Linked DNA regions of Rattus norvegicus: region 1 is linked to region 2. The links are chromatin contacts, called in public Hi-C maps. All regions are on one chromosome and are shown on one strand. The core of a region is the stretch at or near the end of the contact, and the rest is flanking DNA. Distances in the headings are between cores, read along the strand shown. Region 1 holds the start of 2810025M15Rikl (RIKEN cDNA 2810025M15 gene like). Region 2 overlaps Rasal2 (RAS protein activator like 2).

Region 1 (4,080 bases), core at 990-3,489, 130 kb before region 2:
TCAGACTGTTCCTAGATTTTGACTTTTAGATCACACACTGGGCAACTCCTCCCCTCAACCCTCACTTCTTTCCACAGGTTCCTAATTTCAGTTCCCACTTGTCCTAGTTGTTGGCTTTGGTTTTGGGGGCCAAGAGCACCAGTGATTTTGCACATGCGGGGCATCTCTAAGCTCCAAGGTAGAGGGGAGAGCAGGAGGGAGGCCACAGGTAAGGAAATGAATCTTCAGTTCTTTCATAGTCATAGTATTTATTCAGAGACTCAAGTAGCCAGGTTGGTCTCCAAACCTCTATGTACCTAAAGGTGATCCTGACAGTCCTGCTTCTACCTCTGATAGGGATTACAGGCAGATGCCATCCTTTCCCGTAGAAGGCTCAAGTTTTCATTTAGTTGTCTTCAGAAAGACTGTTTAATAGTACTCTGGGCTTCATTATTTTTCCCTTGGCTCAACACTATTTTTAAACTTCTGTTTCTGTTACAGAATTATTTACTCTCCATGTCGTGGAAGCATTTTCCTTTAAAGGTAGAGACATTAGATACATTCCAGATGTATGGATGTTGATGTGCAGCTGGTATAAGCTCAGGATGCCAAAGTGAAGTAGTGACCAGAGTTTTAGTTTCTGGATGGAAACTAAGGAAGCAGGGTTAGAGGCATCTGACAGAGCCTTTCCCTTAAAGATACAAGATGACACCGAAAGCAATGTTGGAAAACCTTTTCCCCCCTGCGTTTTATATACCATTCCTAATGCTGCTTTGGGGATAATAGCGTGGGTAAATACATTCCATATATAGGAGTAGATACTTCGATTTGTATGTCTGATGTCCACAGGCACTCACTCTTTGAGACAGCAACAATAATTCAATACAAATGAAAATACTATACCAAGGGTTTTCTCTCACTTCTTCCTTCCCTCTACTGCAAAAGAGCAATGTCCCTTCAAAGGCCTTTACAAATTGGAGTTGAGTTGGGTGTAGTGTCAGACACCTTTAATCCCTTGGGAGGCAGAGGCAGGCCAATCTCTTAGAGTTCGGAGCCAGCCTGGTCTACAAAACAAGGTCCAGGACAGCCAGAGCTGGTACACAGAGGAACCCTGTCTTGAAACTAAACCAAAGGAAGGAAGGAAGAAAGGAAGGAAGGAACGAAGGAAAGAAGGAAGGAAGGAGAAAGAAAACACTAGATTTGCTTAGGGCTGGGTCCTGTAACCTCTAGCTTCAACACCTCTCATTTACTAAAATTGGACAGCTGATCATGCAGTCAGATAACAAACAAGTGGGCTTCTACATACTGAGAAGGATTACTCCACTACACTGCCAAGCAACGGATTAACAAATCTAATCACAGAGTTCTTGAAGGATCAAAGTTGAAGAAATCAGTGTCACTGAGTGCTTGTAAGATGTACCTGGTGCACCGGTGGCTGCTTTGTCAGGTAACCTGGACTGTCCTGTTTGCACCTGTTAAACAAGAGGAAGGGTGAGAGGAGCTTTTAAGGTCACTACTTGTTTTAAAATGCTATTACTCCATGTAAAATTTGGGAGAAAATTATAAAATGCACGCTCTAGTAGGTGGGCACAAAGCACAAAAACACATGAGAATGCCCAAAACCTAGAAAATTAGATTGACCTCCTATAGAAGTTCAAAGTAGAGAGAAATGAGGGCTGGGGTGTGTTGGGACACAAAACAAAAACCCTCCCCCAAAAGATTTTTTTAGCATCTTCTCATTGTGTAAAACTTCTGTTTGGTTTGAAATAATCATGTTCATAAATTGTTGAAAAATCTACTATTTGTCAACACAATTTAAACTGGTAAATTTCTATCCGAAATTATTACTAATATTTTTGCCTGCAATCTCTGAAACTGGATTGGTGAATCCCGCTTTGGGTGGGCACAAAATGAAGCCAACGTTAAGGAGGAAGACAGTTTAAAAATAGACCAAAAATAAAACACAAGTGACATTGTTAGAGGAAAAGAGAAGCCAACAGATTGCACAAAGATCAAAGGCAAAAAAAAAGAGAGAAGCTTGTTTAGTTCATGTACTTGCGGGGCTCGTCCATCCATCCACACCACACATCGTAGCCATGCTATTCTAAACTGATGATAAATCCAGTTCCAGGGCGGACAGGGCGCAGAGCCGGGATCTCGCACTGATCTCAGAATCCAAGACCGGGGGCCAGATCTCCCTTCTGGAAGAACGATGGCGTTTCCTCCAAGGTGACTGTTAGATAAAGCAGCGTCTTCATGCTCTTCGTTCAAGAAAGAAGCATTGGTCCAGAAATCAACAGGGAAGGGGCTAAGAAGAAAGGGAAGCGCCTTTCCCATCTTTTTAAATTTCCCGCACCCCCTTTTCTCTCCGCCTCCCCACACCGTCTCAGCTTCCACCAGCAGCTCGAAGATCCCGCACCGAGAGGCGGTCCGAGCCGGACAGTCTTAGGAAAGTAGGCGGGCCTGGCCCGATGAGTATTTCGGTGCCCGATTTTTGCTGTCTTCGGCGGCAGTTCCTCCTCCGCTCGGTTACTGGATTGCACACGCGGCCGTGCTCTCGGCTCTCGATTGCTCCGGCCTATCACCCTGGGATGCCGCCTGCCGCCGCCGCCAGCGCCGCGGCTGCCGGGCTTGTGGGTTTCTCAGAGGAGCGCGAGCCGGAGCCCGAGCAGCGGCCGGAGAGGCGGCCTGAGAGTTAGCGGGCCGGTCTGCGCGTTCCGCAGGAGCAAGCCCACGCCAGGCGGAAAGAAGCCGGGCCGGGCCGGGCGCGCCCCTCAGGCTGAGGGAGCCGGCGCTTTGAGCCCCTGAGGCGACGGCGGCGGGAGCCGGTCAGAGGGGGCGGCCCCTGGTGGCGACGCCCCCGAGCCCAGCCCTGCCTGGCCGCGCTCCATCCTCAGCCGGAGCCCGGGCCGCCTGCGAACGCGCCCGCGGGGGCTGAGCAGGGCTGCGTGGGGGCGGGAGGTGAGCCCGCGCTCCCCGGTGCACAGCGTCCGCTCCGGACCAGCACCTGAGCCCGGACCCGCCTCCGCTCCAGACCACGCTGGACCCGCCTCCCGGTCCGGGTCCCACCCTCCGCTTGCAGGTGGGCTGCGGCGCCCGGCCCTTGGGCAGTGGGCGGCGGGGAAGGAGGTGAGCGGCGTCCGCGCCGGCTGCCGTTCGGGTGCTGGTGGCCGCGCCGTCGTCCCTTTCCCGCAGCCGGGGAGCCCGCCCTGCCGCCGCCGCCGCCTGCTCCCTCTGGGACACCATGGAGCTTTCCCCGTCGTCCGGAGGAGCCGCGGAGGCGCTGTCGTGGCCGGAGATGTTCTCGGGGCTGGAGTCCGACTCGCCGCTGCCCCCGGAGGATCTGGACGCGGTCGTCCCAGTCAGCGGAGCAGTGGCCGGTGGCATGCTGGATCGGATCCTTCTGGAGTCAGTGTGCCAGCAGCAGAGCTGGGTCCGGGTGTTCGGTAAGGATCACAAGTCGTCTGCCTGCCTCAGAGGCTGGCGTTTCTTATCTTTTCCTTAGGCTCTGATGCATTCCGAGTCCCCATCTATCCTAGGTCAGCTGCCCACATCCCTTTTTGTTGCAGGAAATGCTTTTTGACAAGTTTATCCAACATAGCGCCTGGTTATGTGACTCAGTGAGGTCTTTGGACCTCTTTAGATATCCACAGTAAGTTTATAGAGTTGAGCTATCCGGACGTAATTCTTAGGTGATTAATTAAAGACACTTGCTGCAGAGTCTTCAGGAAGGTTGGATGGAACAAGGCACAAAACCAAGTGAATGGGATTTCATTTCCTTCCTGTTGTGTGAAGCCAGTGCTGAGAGGAAGATAGGGAAGGCTTAGTAGAAGATGAGCTAATGAATGAAAAACAAAACAAAACAAAAAAATCGAGGGGGGTGGGGGGTGGGGGAGATGGGAAGAGACCCAGCCCTAGTCCTAGCCCTTGCACCAGCCCCAATTAAAGTGTTTGGAAGCAGTAGATTTACCTACAGCTTTTCCTTGAACCTTACTCTCCACTTGTCCTGAGTGTGTAGATTGTTTCAGATTGCACTATTGTTTCTGGTTTTCATTGTGAAGCTACCCGGTTGCCACTCAGCAGGTTTAAAGTGATGAACAC
Region 2 (3,901 bases), core at 743-3,242:
TTTATAAGCTTATGAGTTTGGGATAAAAAGAGCTACTCAAAAGAAAATATAAAACAATTATTTAAAAATTTTTATTTTTTTTTAAATTTTTTTAAGATTTATTTATTTGTAAGTACATTGTAGCTGTCTTCAGACCAGAAGAGGGCATCAGATCTCACTACAGATGGTTGAGCCACCATGTAGTTGCTGGGATTTGAACTCAGGGCCTCTGGAAGAGCAGTCAGTGCTCTTAACCACTGAGCCATCTCTCCAGCCCTAAAAAATTTTTAAATGATTTATTATTTATTATGTATACAGTGTTCTGCCTGCGTGAACAAAAGAGGGCCTAGATCTCATTATAGTTGGTTATGAGCCACCCGGTAGTTGCTGAGAATTGAAGTCAGGACTTCTGGAAGAGCAGCCAGTGCTATTAACCTCTGAGCCATCTCTCCAACCCTAAACATTTAGCTATTTTTATTTTTTTACTTATTCATTTTACATTCTGCTTACTGCCCTTCTCCCAGTCATCCTCTCCCATAGTCCTTCTCCTATGCCAGAACCCCTTCTCTTCTGAGTGGGTGAGGGCCTCTGTATATCCCTCAACCCTGGCCATGAAGTCTCTGTGAGGCTTCCTCTCCCACTATAGAACAGTTATATTCAATGTATCCATATGAAAAGTTTGTTACTGTGGTTTGAGATTCTACATTGTACTGACTCCTCCTACTTACTTATCCTAAAATTCTTTATTAGTTTTTGGTATTATATTGAAGAATGCCCATAGTTATTTTAAAACACTATTAAAGTACTACTATAGTTTCAAACCTTCATATCTAAGTCCCGATTTTCTTTCATATAGCAACCAAAATAACAAATAATAAATGAACTAGTCTGTCTTTTATTCAGCCAGTCCTTGAGGACATTTGAAAATAATATTAAAAAAGTGCTGTTCTTTTAGATTTTTATTAAAAATGGTTGTTTCATTAAAATGCATTTTAATATCAGTATGTGGTAGATTTTAATTTCTAATATAATACATGTTGACATAACCTATATAAATATGTTCTCAGTAGTTTTTCAGTCTCACGAGATCTAAATATAAAAATTTGATAATATTTATGGCTACAATGTCCAGTCTTAAAGTGCTTTCTGTAGAAGTTTACTTTGGATTCTTCTTAATGTTTCTAAAATTATTTAATTTTTGAAATGAGGCCAGCATGTAATGTCCTTGGTATTCTCAAAGGAATGGGACACAGCAAATCTAAAATTGTTTCTAATTTTGCTATTAAGAATCTTCTTTGTGACTCTGTTATGCTTTTCTCTAGTGAATTTTAGGTACTAAAAATAATTGGAAGTCAGAATTAGAACTAAGTCACTAGAGTCAGAAATGAAGATTGGTGATAACTGTTAAGGTGAAGTAGGGCAGCGATCTGAGCATGCTCTGTTCTTACAATTCTCTATGCACAACATGATAGACTGAGTCAAATCCACAGCCGTCTAAATACATCAGGGATTGTTGTTTTGTTAAAGCATCTTAAATCTTAATCCAGTTATACTCAACAAAAACAATCACTTATTTCTCTGTCTTCTTCCATAGAATAAATAAAGCTACCAAAAACTTGTGGAAATTGCTATAACAATGAACAATATTGGCCTCTGGAATGACTCATCAATCTGTCATTATAGATACAGTTTTTAAAATACTTCCTGGTCATCCTGAAATTAGCAATGAACTAAAACGATTCTAGGAAAATGCTTTATTGTTGACTCATTTCTCAGCACCGTGGAGAAACTAGAAGAAAGTTCAGGGTTCACAGACGAAGAACATTGAGAGACTTAAGAAAAGTACTCAGGATCACACAGATAATTCAAGTTTTCTCAAGTTTAGTACTGATACACATTTATCTTTAGCAGGAAACATGGGCTTTGTCATAAATACAGAGCCTCAAATTCTAATTTTTAAGGGTCTGTCAACTCCATCTTTAGTGTAAGTCCTAAATTACAGTGGACAGTTTGGACTGGACTTGGCTAAGTTGTGTAACTCAGTCATTATCACCTGAGTAAAACTTGTGTGGGTTACCGTGTTTCTCCACTTATGTTTTTCTACTATTTCTCTGTGGAATTAAGCCTACATTGCAATAAAATATAACTCATTTGTCTAAATCATATGACTGCAGTCAGTTTTGACAAACAAAACTTTTGACTATAGATAAGAATATTATAAACATGTTCAAAGGTTAAGAATTTATTTATACGCCTTGTGGTGGTAGCACACACCTGTCATCCCAGCATTTGGTAGGCAGAGGCGGTGAATCTCTGAGTTTGAGGACATCCTATTCTATAAAGCGATTTTCAAGACGGCCGAGGCTATCCAGAGAAACCTTGACTTGGAGAAAGGAAGAAAAGGAGAGAGAGAGAGAGAATAGGGGACAGTGGATTTAAAGGTTTTCATAATAATTTTGAAAAACTTTAGGATAATTTAAGATGCAGTTCTAAATTAAGTAAAGATGCTTAGAATACAAAGGGAAAGTTATTGGTATAGAGTCAAGATTCTGTAGTGCCACATGGAGCTATTAAATACTTTATAGAACAGATAGAAACAGAAAAAGTACAGGAGGCTGAGGCAATAGGTGCCTGTGAGTCAGCACCAAGTCTAGCAAACTCTTAGCTTACTGGCTCTTAGACCTTAAACTCTTTTTGGAGGGAATTGGTGAGTTCCCTAAAATAAGACGTATTTAAGTAGATTCATAGAGGCTAAGGATTTAAGCCAGAAAAAAAAAAAAATGAAGGTAATGTTGACCACTTAGAGGATCCGAGAGGGACATGTGACTTATGTGCTCCAATCAGAGTTGTAGCTTCTGCATATATCTGCCTGTGACTCTGCATATTTGGACAATTACAACCTGAGACGGTTAGAAACTACTTCCATTTATTGAAGTCAAAGCCAGTTATAGCTTGTGGGTGTTTGCTTCCCGTCACAGTTTGGATTGCTCTTGTAGCACATTTAATGGTAGTAAGGTACTTGAAGTAATTGCTTTAGTGTATTTATAAAGGAAGTAGTCCTTTGTGGCTAGATGACTTTTAATACATCTAAGGAACTAACATAAAAGTTATATTTAATCATCTAATATGTAGTTATAAGGTGTGTTTGTCATTTCATACTAAGCCATTTTAAAGGAGCAAAGGATAATAGTATGGTTTGGGACTTGGGAATTGTTAGCACATATTACTTTAATGTTAGGCACCCTCACTTCCAAGAGACATCTTTAGATCTTTCCTTGAGGAAATACGTTTTGTATGTTTTAAGATCTTAGTGGCCTCTAGTGGTAATGTGATGCTATAGTTTTAGTTCCAATTCCTATGACTATAAATCCATTTTGTAGATGTAGTCACTCAGCTCCTAACCTTGCTGATTCAATTCTTGATTAATTGTATTCTCAAATCCTCGTCATCCCTAGACTAGAAATCTTTGTTCCTTCTTCTTTTCTCTGCTTTTCCCGCTCCTACATTTTTAGTAATATCGGTTTAGTTCTGAAACAGCCTCCCATTGTCTCAGTGTAAACTGTGTTGGTTGCTTTATTAAGTTTATGGTAAGTTTTCATCTTAGAATGTTTGAGCTTCTCTGCAAATTGTAGGACCAAGTCTTTGTTTCCCCATTATAACAGTTTTAAAGTAATTTCAGTTCATTGAGATTCTTGTTTAGAATCACTTCTATTAATTCACCATATGAGAATCTTGTATTTCAAATATTGGTGTACTAGGCATGAGAGTGGTCCATTAATTGGTGTTTCTATTTTGCTACACAGATGTAAAAGGCCCACCAACCCACCGTCTGTCTTGTGGTCAGTCACCCTACACTGAGACAACATCATGGGAGAGGAAATACTGCATCCTCACAGACAGCCAGTTGGTGTTGCTCAACAAG

The links. A called contact is a pair of places that touch in the nucleus more often than the background predicts.
Region 1: a Hi-C map of the Rat2 cell line shows a contact between it and region 2, with 5 times the contacts expected there. The contact joins the promoter of 2810025M15Rikl here to the enhancer-like site in region 2. A contact is called at or near these places in 7 of 12 Hi-C or Micro-C datasets (the A7r5 cell line, the Rat2 cell line, Schwann cells and 4 more) and 1 of 1 datasets of contacts at active chromatin or transcription factors (oligodendrocytes).

What each region holds. Positions count from the first base shown.
Region 1 is chr13:72,101,206-72,105,285 of GRCr8, reverse strand. It overlaps 2810025M15Rikl (RIKEN cDNA 2810025M15 gene like), which reads right to left and starts at 2,239. Exons shown (of 3, transcript NR_027983.1): 1 at 2,035-2,239; 2 at 1,400-1,451. Rasal2 (RAS protein activator like 2) reads left to right here and starts at 2,563. Exons shown (of 18, transcript NM_001401195.1): 1 at 2,563-3,425. The coding sequence starts at 3,224.
Region 2 is chr13:71,975,637-71,979,537 of GRCr8, reverse strand. Rasal2 (RAS protein activator like 2) reads left to right here. Exons shown (of 18, transcript NM_001401195.1): 2 at 3,783-3,901. LOC134481517 (a long non-coding RNA gene) reads right to left here. Exons shown (of 2, transcript XR_010057077.1): 2 at 2,193-2,362. Among named protein-coding and RNA genes, the nearest start is that of Rasal2, 130 kb to the left of the region's middle. Within about 2 kb of position 1,992, at least 3 of the 93 cell types and tissues checked have an H3K27ac peak or open chromatin away from gene starts, as enhancers often do.